Regions from separate parts of the Danio rerio genome. Here region 1 is linked to region 2. Evidence: chromatin contacts called from public Micro-C data. All regions are on one chromosome and are shown on one strand. The core of a region is the stretch at or near the end of the contact, and the rest is flanking DNA. Distances in the headings are between cores, read along the strand shown.

Region 1 (2,700 bases), core at 27-2,526, 71 kb before region 2:
TGATTTATTTTTTGTTAACTCCTGGATTAGTGCCTGATATATAAAAGGAAAAATGGTCTCAGCTATCTACTCGTCTGTTTTACAGTTTCTCCAGTGACCGCTAGAGGCAGTCATGTTCTGCTTTTCCCCCATGTCAAATGTTTTTAAGGAACACTTGTAGCTAAAAATCTCTAAAGGCATTCATTTTAAAATGTCTAGCCATAACAAATCCAAATAGGTTTTAAGAGTTAAAGAATCAAAATGACACTGGTAGCACAGCTTTTTCAGACATTACAATGTATCCTGTGTGGTTCTTTTTTAACCATGATCAACAGAAGACTCACTCAAAAGATCTCACTAAAATCTTATGTTAATGTTTATGTTATTCAGAACTAAAATCATTTGATGATTTATGATGATTTAAAAACTCTATTTACATATTCAAATCTAGCAGAAAATTACTCATTAATTGTTCCTGTAAAGTTTTATTATGCATAAATGCATAACCTTTTGTTAAATAAATAAATAATTGAATAAATAAATAAATAAATCGTTAAATAAATTGATATGTGTATGTATAGTTTGATTACTTATTTCTTATATATATATATATATATATATATATATATATATATATATATATATATATATATATATATATATATATGTATGTATATATATATATATATATATATATATATATATATATATATATATATATATATATATATATATATATATATGTATATATGTATATATATATATATATATATATATATATATATATATATATATATATATGTATATATATATATGTATATATATATATATTTTATATAAGTGCAGGTCGGAATATTATTGTATACACATGCAGAACGCATGCAAAATGCAACTTTAATGTTTCAAATAAATTCAAGATAAAATTTTAGAGTAAATAAAAACAGGTTCATGTAAAAATGAAACGTACTTATTCAATTAATGTTTCATTTTTACATCTGTATTTTTGTCCCTGAAATTGTATCTTGAAGTTATTAGTTTCAATGAAAAAATATATATATAAATTATACATTTTGACCAAAATGGAACATCTCAGAGCCAGTCATATACTGTATATATCAGGGATTTCAACAGTATTTAGACTACCAGTGAAGGCTGACTGCAGAATTTATGTGTACATACTGTATGATTAACCTTTTCAGAAAAGCCGCCTGATTTGAATATTCACACCTCTAGGCTATAAAGAAGAAAGTTTGACGTCACACAAACAAGCATCCACGTGTTTTGCTGCTTCAGTCATGAACTGCAAACAACACCCTGTTTAATGACACTCGTGTTTACTTTAGCTGCCTGACAATGATACAATATGGCCATTGGGCATACTTTTTTAAATAAGACAACAGTGGCAAAGTGTATCAGTGCTATACGCATTCATTGATAAATATGATTGAGACAGGTTTTTGAGTGTTTGTTTTGGTTTTGGTGGTTTATGAGGACACAGATTTGTATACAACTACACTGTTAAAAAAAAAAGAAAATCCGTAAATCAGGAGTTTCCCACATTTTGTGATGTGTGTTCTTTATATTTTTAATTTCCCTGTTTATGTATGCTTTTGACTTGAATTATGGGACATCTTACTTGCAACAACTTTTAATCTTGAAAAGTTGGAAAAAGAGACTTTTAATAACATGTTGAATAGTTTAAAGTAATATTTTGTCTGGATTTGTGTTATATATTATATATTATGGTACAAAAACCTTGTAATAAAGTGCCAGTACATTTTCTGTTATTTTACATACTTATTTCTTATACATTATATTATTTCAACATACTAAAATGTCAATAAAATTCACTTTGTTAAACTGTAGAGTTTTCATAATCAGAAATCAACAGAGCATAGTTCAAAGTCCCATAATGCAAATCACAAGCGTAAATCACAGGAAACACTGAAAATACAGAAACTGTTAATGAACAGATTTTATTTACAGTGTAGGTGTTACAATATTAAGGTGGTTTATGAGGTTATGCCCTGTGTCCTGGTAATTCAAAATACTTAAACATCAAACCTAACAGTCATTCAAAATCTGCCACTGGTTTCCACAGGTTTGCCTCAAAGAGATGTGATATAATAAGCTGTTTTAACAATATGAAATACACTAGAGAGTCCTTATAAACCACCAATACAACTATGTGTGTGGTCGAGCAGCAGTTGTGGTTCACTGTGGTCTCTGTCACAGGACGTGTCTAAATCTTTCAGCACTTTAGCACGGAGACGTCCTGTGTCTCAGACAAGAGAAGAGGAAAAGGATGAGAGAGTAAGAGAGAAAATGAAAGAGAAATAGGTTCATCTGTCAGGAGGTCGAGTCCTCCTGGAATATGAGTGTGTGTTTGTGGAGACTTTGGTGAGAGAGTGAAGATATCTGTTGGTCTACAGCCATGTATGCACACTCAAAAAAATAAATAAAATAAGACTAGCTGGTAACTAATCTAAATGACTCTATTGAGAGTGTATGTGACAAATAATATTGCTCTGACTTCATTTGTTTATATCAGGAATTTTCTGTCAAGGCATTTCAGAAGATTTAAAGGTAGAAATGTGCAGTTCTTTAATCATCTAATAAAATGTGCTTAAGTTAAAGATCGGTGAAATAAATTCCGATTAAAAAATATCAATGTTTAATGAAAAATCCTAAACAAAAACTACTGTAAATTTTAGGTTTATC
Region 2 (2,700 bases), core at 119-2,618:
TTAACAATGTGCTTGCTGGTTACTCTTTTTACATACAGGCACTTTTTTTTTCTTTTAAAAATGGGCATCCTCTTTTTTTCAGGCACAAATATCAAAATGACTTTTGAAATTAATTTTTTTTTTTTTTTAACAGTATTTCCTTTAATATTTTTCTGCATTTTGACTGGAACGAAAGCAGTTTTAAAAATGTTTAAAAACCATTTTAAGGTCAAAATTAAAAAAAAAAAATTCAAAAGTGTAAGAAATTGGAAAAATATCCAATATCATGCCAGATTATGTCAATTTGCCTAGTCAACATAATAACCAAGTTAAGTCTTTGAATTGCACTTTAAGCTGAACACTAGTGTTCAAAATACGAAGAATATGTTACGATAAAATATGAACAAAATAAATTAGTTATAAGAAGTTTGGGAAACATTTAAAAAAAAATTCACAGGAGGGCTTACAATTTTGACTTAATGTAGCCTATAGAAACATTACATTTTACTACAACAGCTAAAATAATATAACATTAAGCAAATCCCAGCATTTGTTTTATTTTTATTTATCCTTAGCAAGTTGTCCATCAATATTGCCATACAAAACTTATTGTAAATTGCTAACGAAATTATTTGTAATGTAAAATCCTGATTATTACAAACAGGCTATATATATTATAGAAAAAAATATTAGCTTTTGTTTAAAATGTTGAGCACAGTTCGTTTATCTCACCGCAAAAACAGAATTGTTGCGCTCAACCAACTGCGATCAGAACATCATTAACATTCTTTTTAAAATGCGTACTAAAACCCATAATCCATAGACGGGTTAAACGAATGTGTTTTTTTTTTTTTTTTTTTTTTTTTTTGGAAAAAGTAAATGCGTCTTCTCTATCAAAATGTACACCGTTATCATATTTTTTGCCTATTCTTTAAAAAAAATTGCTCTCATTGTGCGTTTATGGTTTTTACGCACAGAAGAAAGTTTTTATTTCCAAATTTAAATAAATAAATATATATTTTACACAAATTATAAGCTAATATTTTATGTAAACATTATAAGCAAAAAAAGGCTTGCTTTGATCGTAATAAATGAAAACGTGACGACAAAAGGATCGAATAGAATCTCAATGAGGAAATGGTTAAGCAACCAGTAAAACCCCAAACAATCTCTCTCTCGCTCACTCACTCACTCCCTCTGTTGCTTTTTCTTTCTTTCTGATTCCCTCTGAATAACCTACGATCGTTTCCCATCCTCTGTGATCCATCCACGACCTTTTCAACTATGAGAGAAAAAAACTGCTCACACGTCACTGGTGAAGGTGGATCATAATATGTGCCAATACCTATAAAGCTCGAGCGCGCGAGATGCACTGAAGACTCATATAGCTCACCTAACAGAGACAGAATCTGAAAGGGGATATTTTTACAGTCGTGCTGAGGTGAGTAAACATTCATTGTCTGACACTGTTTCACCTGTAAGTCACCTTTAGCTCTGTAATTGAGATGATGTGATTCTAGACTGCTGATTGCAGCTGCAAATCTGACAGAGACTGATTTTTGTTACACTCTTAAATTGAGACTCTGTAACTGATATTAGGTGTAGTTAGATCATTATCAAGAGTCGGTTTCCAAAAGCATATATTTTAGGATTAAAAACAAAATTCTGAAGCTCAGTTTCCGTATATTCGAATAAAAGTTGAATAAAAAAACTAAGGCACAGCATTTTTAAATTGAATTTCTGTAGCCTGCTATAAATGTGCTATTCAATATACAGACTGAATGGGGTTTACTTACGTTTAAATGTTTGAGAGGAGAGATTTTCTGCATTACGCACATATTAGTGCTTGTTAATTTCCAAACTTCCCGTTATCAAGTTCGTTAGTGTGGCTGAAAGCAGGACTGTCCTTAAAGTTGCACCCCAAGAAATCGTGGATAAACTCGAATGAAAGACATGCCAGCGCATGCAACTTGTAAAACTGTTTGGAATAGTTGTCAGTTTCTTGGCTTTCTCTGTGAAGTTGGAGAGACTGGATGCAGAGTAGATCCCCCTTTTCCCCTCATGATTCACTGTAGGGTGAATGTAAAGTTGTATTCCTATTCTATTTCCAGATATTCGAGGAGCGCGTAAAGAGAGCTTCTTGCGTATTGCACAACTTCTGGAGGCGCTCCATCCCGCAGATCATAACTGGAACAACACGCACAGGCGCACGTGGATTCTGTTCTTTCTCTTTTGGCTTTTGATCATCGTTCGAGATGTTCGGGCACGATTTCTGCCTCGTGTCCGCTTTGCTTTCGGTTGCCGATGCCGTCTTACCGACAGTGCTGCTGCTCGCGGTCTCGCGGCTGCTTTGGGAGTTCAGGTGGAGCATCACCCGGGACAAGACGTGTAAACTCCCACTCCCGCAGGGATCCATGGGCTGGCCGCTGGTCGGAGAAACTTTCCACTGGCTTTTCCAGGTAAGACTTTAAAACTCTTGTCGGTTTCTAACAGTTCTGAGCTGTTTTTATAATAATAATAATAATAATAATCTTTTGACTTTATGATTAGATTTTTGTTCTGAAAGTAACACTATTACAAACCAGTTTTGAAATAGAGCCCATAATAGGCTATATTGTGATAATGTTACATTATAATACATTTTTTGAGTAAAATATATTCTGAATTAGGCCTATATTATATTTTATATTTTAATTGGCTAGTAAGTGCAGCTAACAGGGA

What was found. A called contact is a pair of places that touch in the nucleus more often than the background predicts.
Region 1: a Micro-C map of caudal fin shows a contact between it and region 2, with 10 times the contacts expected there. The contact joins the enhancer-like site here to the promoter of cyp26c1 in region 2. A contact is called at or near these places in 2 of 18 Hi-C or Micro-C datasets (caudal fin and an unstated tissue).

What each region holds. Positions count from the first base shown.
Region 1 is chr17:20,885,502-20,888,201 of GRCz12tu, reverse strand. All of the region lies in intron 5 of LOC141378551 (a long non-coding RNA gene), which reads right to left. Among named protein-coding and RNA genes, the nearest start is that of reep3a, 20 kb to the left of the region's middle. Within about 2 kb of position 1,276, at least 1 of the 62 cell types and tissues checked has an H3K27ac peak or open chromatin away from gene starts, as enhancers often do. A contact at or near this core is called in caudal fin, where this site is marked.
Region 2 is chr17:20,814,405-20,817,104 of GRCz12tu, reverse strand. It overlaps cyp26c1 (cytochrome P450, family 26, subfamily C, polypeptide 1), which reads left to right and starts at 1,368. Exons shown (of 7, transcript NM_001029951.2): 1 at 1,368-1,420; 2 at 2,091-2,438. The coding sequence starts at 2,235. The region is part of intron 5 of LOC141378551 (a long non-coding RNA gene); the gene reads right to left.